Regions from separate parts of the Triticum aestivum genome. Here regions 1 and 2 are each linked to region 3. Evidence: chromatin contacts called from public Hi-C data. All regions are on one chromosome and are shown on one strand. The core of a region is the stretch at or near the end of the contact, and the rest is flanking DNA. Distances in the headings are between cores, read along the strand shown. Region 1 holds the start of LOC123182215 (phosphatidylinositol:ceramide inositolphosphotransferase). Region 2 holds the start of LOC123182216 (synaptojanin-1). Region 3 has its middle 180 kb from the start of LOC123182215.

What was found. Hi-C and Micro-C count contacts between places; a contact is called where the count stands out from the background.
Region 1: a Hi-C map of an unstated tissue shows a contact between it and region 3, with 9 times the contacts expected there. The contact joins the promoter of LOC123182215 here to the enhancer-like site in region 3. A contact is called at or near these places in 4 of 5 Hi-C or Micro-C datasets (leaf, root and an unstated tissue).
Region 2: a contact with region 3 is called in a Hi-C map of leaf, with 5 times the contacts expected there. The contact joins the promoter of LOC123182216 here to the enhancer-like site in region 3. A contact is called at or near these places in 4 of 5 Hi-C or Micro-C datasets (leaf, root and an unstated tissue) and 1 of 1 datasets of contacts at active chromatin or transcription factors (leaf).

What each region holds. Positions count from the first base shown.
Region 1 is chr1D:379,392,960-379,397,075 of IWGSC CS RefSeq v2.1, reverse strand. LOC123182215 (phosphatidylinositol:ceramide inositolphosphotransferase) reads left to right here and starts at 1,659. Exons shown (of 12, transcript XM_044594716.1): 1 at 1,659-2,078; 2 at 2,183-2,272; 3 at 3,335-3,421; 4 at 3,516-3,584; 5 at 3,947-4,027; 6 at 4,106-4,116. The coding sequence starts at 2,046.
Region 2 is chr1D:379,768,177-379,771,736 of IWGSC CS RefSeq v2.1, reverse strand. It overlaps LOC123182216 (synaptojanin-1), which reads left to right and starts at 1,384. Exons shown (of 5, transcript XM_044594718.1): 1 at 1,384-1,761; 2 at 1,856-2,212; 3 at 2,304-2,622; 4 at 2,740-2,847; 5 at 2,928-3,560. The coding sequence starts at 1,564. The coding sequence ends at 3,022.
Region 3 is chr1D:379,568,616-379,572,783 of IWGSC CS RefSeq v2.1, reverse strand. No RefSeq gene overlaps it. Among protein-coding and RNA genes, the nearest start is that of LOC123182215, 180 kb to the right of the region's middle. Within about 2 kb of position 2,808, at least 5 of the 8 cell types and tissues checked have an H3K27ac peak or open chromatin away from gene starts, as enhancers often do.

The sequences.
Region 1 (4,116 bases), core at 410-2,909, 170 kb after region 3:
GGTTATACCGACGTCGTCTTACTCATGCACTTAGCGGCGTCACCTAGTGAGCAAAGCTTGATACCGCCTCTGGATCGGAACACCCTAGAAGCCAAGGCTGCGACATAGCAGCCGAGAAGTGTTGGTCGAAGCCATAAGAAGTTGAGAATGGCGTACTAAGGACCAGATTGTTGTCCTAGAGAAGAAGACGATGAAGGGGGTTGGACAACCATCCCTCGTCTACCAGACAGAACCAGGGAGGCCTTACCTCACTAAATTCTTGATGCCGCCGAAGGCCGAATGTGCATCGTCGAAGGGAGAAGAAAATCAGAAGACCAAAACACTGTTCGTTGACGTCCACTTCGCCAAACAACGTTGTCTAAGACCACCTAGAATAAACATGGACAAAAAGTGAGGCACACGACCTGACCCTGACCGAAACTCCATACGCTGTCCGCTGACACCAATCATCATCACCCGGACGAGGACATGAAGGGAAGAACTTATTCCGTGTTGTGGATAACACCATCACCTTGCCAGCACCAGTTAGACACCTAGACTGAGCCATAACAAAAGTTAGGGTGACCCAAACACCACCTCAAACTAGGGTTTCCTGCACCTCGTTCTGCTAGAAGGCGTCTGGAGGCAAGGAGGACCAGTGGCGGCGACACTTATGCAGAAACCCTAGCCGCCTTTCTTTGGAGAGAGGTGGGAGACGATAGAAGAAAACATTGTACAACATAAGCTAAGAGAGTAACTCGGTGCAAACCTTTTGCTACGACATTATGCTGTAAATTGAACTCGGACTTTTTTTACAGAAACAACTTTCGATTCGAAGGCGCGCCACCATCACCGGTCCTCTTTCATCAGAGCCGGGAAAACCTCGTTGTAGTAGAGAGTCGGGGAGTCGTCAAGATAAGGTCCCAAAGAACCAACGCACCAGAACAACAACCACCGTCGATCAAGAGAAGCGTAGATCAGAAGAATTCAACATGTAGACACATGAACACACACTAACAAAGACTGGATTCAAGCAGATCCACCGAAGACAAACACTGATAAAATCTCGTGAGATTCGTCGGAGACACACCTCCACATGCCCTCTTACAATGCGAGGGGCATCACCGGGGCGGGGGCGAGGCGAAGAGAACCTTATTTCATCTTAGGATGTCGCCGCTGCCTCACCTTCACGAGCAGAACACAAACCCTAATCAAACTAAAAAAAACACCTAAAATCAAAGTGTGAGCCCTCCCACCGGCATGGGTCGGGATCCACCGCGCCTCCATGATTCTAAGGCCACAGGAGATGAGGCGGATCGGCAGTGACACCAATCGAGAGGCAGGAAACCCTAAACACCTAGTAGAAGCCTCCTTCTTTCTAGGGGGAAAGAAAACGACAATCCATAACTGAACCTGGATTTAATACCACTGTTTTTGAAAAGTTGTAAAGCTACACAAACAAGCTCCATTGAAACTTTCAAACTGGAAAGCCCGTCGCCGCGGCGGTCTCTCTCCGGGAAAAGAAGAAAGAAAAGCCACGGGCAGGCCAATATCACGTGCCCTCGCCATTTTTAACTAGACCGTGCCAAAAGGCGGTTGGAAAACTCCACGAGGCCACGACCCCCATCATCCCTCCCCCACCTCCGGCCCGCCTTTTCCCCATAAACCCCCTCGCTCTCCCGCATTTCACAAACTCATCATTATCTCGTTTCCCTTGATCTCCTCTCTTGAACTCCCTGCCGACTCCCAACTCCTCTCCCCCAGCCCCAGGTCTCACGCCGCCGGTCGCCGCCCTCCCGCCTCCGCCGCCCGCGAGATCCACAGAGCGACGGACTTTCAGCCTCCCCCATCCGGCCGTCTGCCTGCCGGAGGACTGGAGCCAGATTGCTGGTCCCGTCCCGTCCCCCCCTGCCTAGCGCCGTTCTCTGCTCCAGTCAACCGGCGACCCCTCCCGCGGACGCGGCAGGCCGAGGCGTGATGTGCGGATCGGAGCATGGACGTGATCGCCTCGCCCAGTAGAAGCTGCAGCAGCCGTCGTGGGAGCAGGGTGTGCGCCGTCTACTGCCATGACGATCTACCTAGCTCGGGAGGCTTCCAAGGTCTCCTCTCCGCTGGATTCGGCGATGCCTTCTGCCGCCTCCACCGCGTGTGCTTTTTTTGGTAGCTGCGAGGATTCACAATCCCTTCTTTTTGGGCTGTACAGGTATGGAGGAAGGTGTGCGCGGAGACGACGACCGAGCTGCCGCTACTTCGCGAGAAGTGGCCGCTACTCCTCGCTGGGATTGTGTTTCAGGTGAGCGCGCCCCGATCCAGCATCCCAGTCTACGTCGTGTGTGTGAACTTATTAATTTCGTTGTGGCTAGTGGTGCGCGTTTCAGTATTTAATAATGGCCTGTTAATATGGGTACTTGTCATAACAAATTTGCCCCTTTTGGTAACTTTCCTGCATTATCTAATTATTAATCTCGTTTCTTCCCTGGAATTGGGACGCCCTTAGGTTTGCAGGTTGTTAAGCATTTGTAGCAGTGTTTCCTGTTGCAGATTAGACTACATTCTAGCAGCTTTGCTGATCGGCAGAAAAATAGAGGGGAAATTTCTCTATGGAAACTGTTTTGCACCCACACATACGCCCTTTGAAGGACATATGCATTGGAAATATTTACCTTTTTACTGTTTAGTTTGAACCGCTGATACGATTCTTATGATCTGGTACGCCCCTGATAATTTGTCGCTTGCGTGTATGGCGGGAATAATTGATCGTCGAATAGTATAATGAGCGCGGGTAAGCATTTTGTTCAAATGTTTGTCGCTGCTGGAGCAGCATTGTTATGCGATTTATGTCGTGTTGTAGAGATGAATTGTCGTGTTCTGCATCGTTCTATAACTTATATGCATGGATAATATTCGGTTTGTCGACTTGCTGTCCTCTCTAGGTCATTCTCAAAATTAATTTAGATTTATGTTCCTGTAAAAAAACGCCTGGCATTGTGCATAGAAAATTAATCCTGCTCTGTATGTTGTGAATGTTCCATCGGGCTTTACCTTCTTCTCTGTGATTGCATTCGTTGAACCCTCCTTTAGTGTCAACAAGTTCTGCTGGTGTGTTCACAAGCTGCATATGTCTGCCAGAACCAGAATCATATCAAGTAACCTGCTTTGAGCATGCTCGGACTAACACAATTCCCATTGGTTAATATTTGTTTCTTCCCTTAGACTCCACTTACTATCTTTTCCTTTTTTAGTGTGATGGACATTTCATTATTGTCCACTTCAAATTTTTCTTCATTTAGTTATCTAGGATCACTTATTGTGTTATGATTGACAGTTGATTAACAATAATGTTCTTTATAATTAGTATATTCATGGGCTGGCTGCTCGAGGAGTGCATTACTTGCATCGGCCTGGACCACTGCTCCAGGACCTGGGATTTATGGCCCTTCCAGTACGTGGATTTCTTTTATCTTTTGAGAGTATGTCAATATGTCTATTAAGTTGATATAATTTCATTACAGTGTTTTTGTACTGCTTTGTTTTAGGAGCTTGGACAAGACAAAAATTATCTTAGTGAATGCACATTTGTTTTCATCTTCTTCTCCTTTTTTCTGGTAGGTAATTCTTATACTCTACTACTTGTTTTGACTACTTCTGCCTACCTTATATCCCTGTATTCCCATGTGTTTGTTTCTTTCCGTATGTTTAGTTAATAGTTCATTACACATAACCTGAAAAACTCCAGATTAGTCATTATTTCCTGAGTTTGCCATCTATGATTCCAACAAAAGGTAAGCATTATGTGTTGTTTGATATCATTGTTTTCCAAAAAGGACTAGGTGGTTAATATCCTACTTGTGTGTCATTTGTAGTTCTTCCTTATTTTAGGCTTCTATTATGAATTTCCCCTGTTTTCTATGATGGTGTTAATCAAGGCGGGTATTACAAGGATCATGACATTATCTTTTATATGCAGTGGACCTTTCATCCTTTTATTTATCATAGCAAGCGCTTCTACACCATCCTAATCTGGCGCAGGGTGCTTGCTTTTTTAGTTGTGAGTGCATCCTCCCTAACCATGTATGTATGCAGTATTTTGCATGCCCAGATAAGTTACTAAATATTGCTTCTGCAGGCTTCACAGGT
Region 2 (3,560 bases), core at 135-2,634, 200 kb before region 3:
TAGCATTTTTCTGGTTATATGTGAAAAAGCCTAAAAAATTAGGCCACCAAGCGGCGGATGGGCACTCGTCGCCGGCCGACCGCCGCACCGCTACGACAGCGCCGGGTCGGGTTACCGAGTCACGTCCATTCCGGCGCCGCCATGAACCGCCGGGCCAGTACCACGACCACCAGTACAGTACTGCTGTCTCGCGCAAGTACGTACCTTCCACCGGATCGCATCGGCCGCCCACTTCACTTCACTTCACTTTACAGCGGCAGGTTACCGGGCGCGCGCCGTGTATTTCCACTGGGTCTGGGTGCAGCTCAGCATTTGGCCAGTTTTCTACTCGAGCCCGTACCCGACATCACGCCATCGACCCACGCCCTTTCCCTTTTCCACTCCGTATACCACACCCGCCTTTAAAGCGCCCGCGACTTTAATGCGCTGCAGCAGTACAAAGAACACAACTTAAATTCCCAAAGCCTATGTACAGAAATCTCGAGAGGATGCAATTCTCGTGACCGCATCGCAAAAACTCCCGCCGCTTCTTTACTCCCGCCCAATTTAATGGCCTGAAACCCAACCTCGGCTGAGGCAGAGCAGTTGCACTTGCGGCACTGGCCGGCCGCCCGGCAGGCACTCCACTGCACTGGTTTAGGTTTAGGTCAGTGCCTGACGAAGACACTGCACTGCACTGGTTTAGGTTTCGGTCAGTGCCTAACGAAGACAGAAATTTTGCCTTTCCCGCTATTCTGATTTTGGTCGTAGAGTGGGTTCAGCTACCGTTTAACAATCTGGCGAGCGGGTGAAATGCCATTGACATGGCGCACATAATAAATGTAATAGTAATATAACCTAGAATACAATATAAGATTTTTTTGAGAAAACTTCCAATCTATTCATCTTCAATCATGGTAATACAGAGGACATCAGAAATAATAAAAATTATATCCAGGTCCGTAAACCATCTAGTGATGACTATAAGCACTGAAGCGAGCCGAAGACGCAGCGCCGTCAACATCCCTTCCTCGCCAGAGTCGGGCAAAACTTGTTATAGTAGAACGATAGATTACAGCAGCCAGAGTGCAAAATGGTCCGTGCAATAAATCGGAGCACAATTCATAATCTAAATAGAATTGTGTAGAAGAAAAAGTTCGGAGCACAATTCACTCTCAAGAAAAAAGTCGGAATATACTTTAGAAATTGTGCACAGACGAGGTATGCGAGTTGAGCGTACCGTGCTACGGTTCACACACACCGTCACAGGCACAGCTCACTCCACTCACAAATGCACGGCAGGTTAATAAAAAAGAAATGAGACCTCCTTAATGAAGGAAAAAAGTTGTTTCCCCACAAACCTCGCCGCTGGCCTCTCTTTTATAAACCCAACGGGGGGAGAGAGAGGGTGAGCAGCATTTGCAACCCCAGCTCAAACCCATCAACATTCCCCTCTCCTCTCCTTCTCCGTCCCACGACCCCCAACCTCTTTCCGCTGATAAGCACAGCACTCCTCTGCCTTTCATTCGACGGACGGCCTTCTCGCTCAGATTGCCCGGACGACGATTCTTCACGGTGGAGCAAATGGCGGTGGAGTGGTCGGACGGCGGCGAGGAGTTCCTGCTTCCCGACGAGTTCTTGGACGACGACTTCTTCTCCGAGGAGGAGAAGGCCGCGGTGGCCGCGCGGAGCGAGAGTGATGAGGAAGACAGCTTGGCCGGCCTCTCGCGCCGCCTAGCCGGCCTCCTCGGCGGCGACAAACTCGCCGTCACGCCTGCCAAGGTTGGTTTCTTGTTCCTTCAATCTTTCTGTTCGCGTGGTTCGTTATGCGTTGTACCTGCGCCGGTTCCTGATTGTTCGCTTCGTTCTTTGGCAGGAGGAGGTGACTGCGGGGTCGCCGAAGTCGACGCTGTGTGGGCTGCCTAAGTCGGGCCAGGAGAGCCCCAACAGCGGCGCGTCCCAGGGGAACTCGCCGCCGTCGTCCCCGCTGGAGCAGCAGCCGGCAGACCCGTGGGACGTCCTCTACGAGGCTGCCTGGCAGGTCAACAGCATCCCGGCGCCGGGCCACCCCTACGTCTTGCACGGCCGCGGTGGCTTCGTGCCGCCTGCGCGGAAGGCCTCGCCTCCGCCGCCGCCGCCTCACGTGCCTGCGCCGGCCGGCACGGCCGCGGGCGGCGTGTACTACCACCCTTTCGCGCACCTCATCACGCAGCGCCAGATACAGGCTGCCAGGGTGAGATTTCAGTTGCATGGCGCTCTTCTTTGCGTCTCCTACCTGAAGATTTCTTGTTCTTAACATCTGCGTTTGTTTTTGTGTTCTGCAGTTTCATCTCCTCAAACAGCAGCAGCTCTTCAAGCAGCAGAGGGACCGGCAGCTGGCCGCGGCCGCCGCATGGGGCGTGCGCCGTAACGCGGCAGCCAAGAGGGCCGGCGCCGCTCCTATCGACCTGAGCCCGGCGTCGTTCCCGCCGCTGCTGAAGACGCAGCTGCAGCACACGCCTGCACCCCATCCCACCCATCCCGCCGCCGCCGGCATGCGGGCCGTGTTCCTCACGCCGCCCGGTGCCAAGCGCGAGCGCAACGGCACCGGCGTCTTCCTCCCGCGCCCGGCCGGCGCCCCCGCGGAGCCCAGGAAGAAGTCTGGTGCGTGTGTCCCTCGTAACACCTGTTTTGGCCGTTCTGGTTGTTGATTACCGGGGCTGGCGTTCGTCGTTGGTGGCTAAATATTCTCCCCGTTTGGTGTCTTTCGCGTCATTGCAGGCTGCTCGACGGTTCTTGTCCCCGCCCGTGTCGTGCATGCTCTGAATCTCAACCTGGACGACCTCGGCGCCCAGCCTCGCTACGCCGGCGGCATCGTTCTTGATCATGGTAAGCATCTCGTCCGGAACATAGCTTATGGTGTTAATTAATGGCAAGTTAATCTGACAGCGAGCTCTGTTGGTGCACAGAGGCCTTGATCAGTCGGAGCAACGCCATGCTCGCAAGCCAGAAGATGCGGGCTGCGGAGAGCTCGGCGCCGCCGGCGCTCTGCCACAGTTCGTGAACCCAGTCGCCCGCCGGAACAATCCGTGTTCTTGGCCCCATTTAATTTCAAAAATAAAAATTAGTACCAGCAGTGATCTGTATTAGGTTGTAGTAGCACTAGTAATAGAAGTAGTAGTAGCGTCAGTTTTAGCAGGTGTGTATTTTGGATTGGTGACACATTGGTTTTGGGGTGCCGGCGATAAGCGGTGGAGATGGATGAACAAGCAAGAGATCCATGTCTAGTAGTAGTAGTTGGTTTGTTAGAAGCAATAAGTGGGTCTCTTTCGGAGGCGAGAGAGATGTTTTAGCTGTTTGTAGCAAGCGCTAGAGATGATAATGTTGGAGTGAAATGAGGCTAATCTTGAAGAAGCAGAAATAAAAGGCCCATGTTATCTCTCCGTCTCCGTCCATGGCTTTGCCGCTTTGGCAAGGAGCCCCAGCGCACATCCAGCTAAGGTTTCCCTCTCTGTTCCCCCCTTTTGCAGCCTTTTGCTTGCGCCTGAAGCTTTGCCGTGGGCTCCATGAATAAGGGCGTTCGTTGTGTAATGACGAGAAAT
Region 3 (4,168 bases), core at 1,559-4,058:
CGGAGACAAAGGTTGCCTCATCTATTAATTAAGCGAAGAGAATTGCCTAGTTAATTACGGAAAACCGGGCAAAAACCGGAACAACAAGGGCCAAGCCCACTCCCATAGACTGAAACACATAGGGCAAAGCCCATCCTTATCAACGACATGTCGACCTGCGGACAGACAACGCAACTCCGATTCTGAAGGAGAACTCAGAAGAACGAAACCAGGCACGGCTAGCGCCACGAAAGATCGCCGAAAGGGCTACCTGCAGCCAGTCATCGTACACCACAGGGCCCCGCCGCCGTAGCTTCGAATCCACAGCAACAAACAAACCGCGGCAATACCGTGGACACACCGGAGAAGAGCCGACTATCGCAACCATTGCCGCGTCGCTGACGTCGCTCCCACCATCATCGTTGCCACAGATCTGCAAGCCTCCATAGAGATGTGTGTGTTCCGGGCGAAAGCCTTGACCTGACTTTGTCGGTGCCGTCGACGGCGGCGCTTTCGGGCGTCGTTTCCCTCCTTGGAGGCGTCGTTGTGGAACTCATCTTCTTCTACGTGGGGCTCGGGCTCTCCGGGTGAAAACCTAAGCTCAAGATTTTCCAGAGCGGGCGACGGCGGCGTATTCATCGTTTCCCTCTTGAGGGCGTTGCTTGGGAGAGTTAGCTTGTGCTTGGTGCGTCTGGTTTTCTCCTATGTCGGGTTTGGTGGATGCCGGGGTAGGGGCCCCGGGCGGCTGATGTGCGCCGAGGCGGCGACCTCGGAAAGTGATGCGCGGGGCGGCTCCATGGGGCGGGGCGGCGGCTCGGCCTTCGCTTGGGTGGCAATCTAGGGCCACTTGGGTGGCAGGCTTGCCGGTCCGGTCAACGCGTTTCAGAGCGGGCGGTCTGACTTTGCGTCGGGGCGGCGGCCCCGAGAGAATCACTATAGGTGTCAGTTTTTAAGACCATACTTCTTGGCCTTTCCTTACTTTTTTTATGTCATGGTGTGTATAGGCTACTTGTGCGTGCATTTTCGATGCTTTGTCAGTTGTTGTTGTCGTTGTTGTTATTGCTGTTGTGCCCAAGTTTATTTACTAGTGTCAGCTTAACACATTAATATTATTTTGACTCTCTACCTCCGTCCTAATTTATTGGTCCCCTTCGTATTTTGTGTTAAATTTTGACTATAAATTTAACTAACAAAATATTAATGCATGTCATAAAAAATAATATCATCAAAAACTATGTTCAAATACGAATTCAATGATATAATTTTTCGTGACATGCATTAACATTTTATTAGTTAAATTTTTGGTCAAAATTTGACGAAATACAGAGGGGACCAATAAACCAGAACGAATGTAGTATTTTTGCGACCTGCGCATATTTTCCGACCCAGATGACATTTTTTTCCAGTTGACCAGAATGACACGCTGAGGGTGCAATCAAGGTTATCCATCTCGTTGCATCTACTACGCAATATCACGAGGGCATTCGGGGAACTGCTATTCCTGTTCGGCACTCCAATCCGGTGCAATGTATCGCTCCATTTTTATATGCACCGCTCCTTTTCGTGCATCGATCGTGTGCGGGCGGATGCAGTGAAACGCTCCCGAGTACGCAACAGTAACACGGACATACTATTATGGATTCACGGCCGACTGATGGGCAAATTGCCAAGTGGGCTTCCATCATATCACCTGTTCTCCGCTTATGTCACATGACTGGACTGGAGCGGCCTTCCGATCCTTGCGCTCTTGAAAGGCTGATAATAAAAACCATGGTGTGAGCTTTGCCACAACCAGAAAGGCAGATAAAAATCTTGTAGTTGGAGCAGGCATAGGCTAGAGTGTTTTAGCTCGCGCTCTTGATCTGATCCTCTCAAGACCGTTTTTAGCTTAAGTCCAACGGAACAGCCTGACGTTTGCCTCAGCGCGCACTCGCCCGCCACCGGCCGACGTTTCCCGCCGCATATTAATAACAGTTCTCGCATACACGCCCAGCGACGGCGACGTTTTTCATCCATTTTTCTGTTAGCACGTAGCTGTGGCGCCCGCTGTGGTTCACCCACCACACGTCCGTCTCAATAAATCTACCAGCAGGCCGCTGAAAGCCTTGCCGAAGTAGCTGCTGCCGTTTGGCAAGGCATCATGCAAATCAAACTGATAGTACGCGTAAATCAAACTGATAGTACGTGTGCATGAGAGATCTAGCGCCAGCAAGATCGCGGGCAGGACAGCTACCTGGCAAATGTCGCTTCGACATGGGTTGCACCCACCCCACCCGCGCATGTTAGGTTGGTCCATCTGGCGGGCAACCGAATTCTCCCGTGCAATTATGCGAGCACATTAAAACTGAACTTAAAACATCTCGCTCGCCGACGGGCGGGGCGTCGGTCGCCCTCACTGCGCGTACCGAGATCCAGTCCATGGACATGCTCTGCGTATGTGTTTTCTTCCATGTGACGCAAATGGAAAATAATCAATCAGATTGGGTAGCTTAACGACTTACTAGTACATACAGAGCTATCGTGGTACACTGGTACCACTGATGGTAACTTGGCCATAGTAGTTAAAAGTGTCTTGGTTGGTGATGGGTATGGTGGAGACAAATGTGCACTCCAACAGGAGCGGGGTAGGCGCCGACAAGGCAAAGAGAGAAGCTGGCTCCTACTCCCTCCGTTTCAAAATAGATGACCCAACTTTGTACAAGGTATCTGTCTGGATCTGGGCTTTGGCGGCATGACAGTTGGGTTCATCGCGGGTTTAGCTGTTGCTAGCTGTTGGACCAGCGCCAGCCGTGGGAACGGTGGCCATTTTTCTTCTTCTCAAAGACCGCAAGCCTGGGGGAGGGGACCGAGATGTCCATCTAGCTGTACCGCGAGACCCAGCAGAGAGAGATCCACGAACAGCTAGTACGATCTAGCGAGGCAACCAGTTAATTAACACTGCTGCCTTTCACTCGAGGACCCTCTGTCTGCAGGACCCCCTGCCTGTTGCGTGCGGTGACCGGGAAGAAAACCTAGAGCGGGATGGGCATAGGGGGTGATTCTTCTTTTGCTGCTCGTCTGTTTGGAGGGCGTATCAGCACGATACGACATGTTGTTTAAGGGGGCAGCTATGCGTACCCGGTGATTTATTTATGTCTCGGATGGTGATTTACTTTTGACAAAGTACTACTACTATAGTTAGAAGGTACTACTACCACTAGCAGTAGGATATGGTAACAAAGTACTAGCGGTACATAGGCATGGTACTTGTGTGAGTATTCACCTGTAAGTATTTTGATGAATGGTTATTGGCAGACCCTGTGAGGCCAGACTGTGATTTAGTACAATATAGTCAAACCTGCAGCAGTGTTGCGTGCATTTCCCCGTGATGTTAATTGAAGCGCTGTAGTTGGATTGCTGTTGCAATACATGGCGGCAAGCCGGCGCGGACACTGTGGTCTCGGCCGTTGAAAGATGAGACGGCGCTGTTTGCTATAGAAAAAAAATACTTCCTCCGTAAACTAATATAAGAGCGTTTAGATCACTATTTTAGTTGTCTAAACGCTCTTATATTAGAGGGAGTACTCCGCATGCCAGCAAGATCGCGCTGCAAGTTGGCTGTTGCTGAATACGGAGTACACGGACGGGCCAAGGGCTCCACTCCAGTGATGCACGCACCCACGCGGCCTGACGTGCGAATGGAACAAGACGCATCACAACGACATAAAATGATAAAAACTCCCCCTTCCCTCCCTCGCCGGCAGCAACCCGGGCGAACGGATCCAAATCCAAAACAAAACACCCTCGCCGCACTCAACAGAAGAGACGGCAGTGCCGCCCGGGCCCCCGATGGATGGATGGATGGATGTATCGAGCTAGAGTACAAGGCACGCGGAGGCTGGCGCGCCGACGGCACTTCCGGATTTAAGAAGCCACGCGCCTCGCATGTCCCGCCTCGGGCTGGCGTGCGGGCGTGCACGGGAGGACAGGAACGCTTCTGCTTCACGCCTCGGCCATCTCGATCGATCGATCGATTCCATCCATCGGCCGGCGCTTGCATTGCATGCAATTCCTCGTTGATTTCGGCGTCGCTTTCCGTGATGAGTGGCCGGTGCTCATCGCCGTTGGCGTAACATGCAGCGGCACTTCGCTGCAGTGCGTAGCTTCACGTCCAAGGATCGTGCTGCTGCGTTGGCCGGTGCTCGAGGAT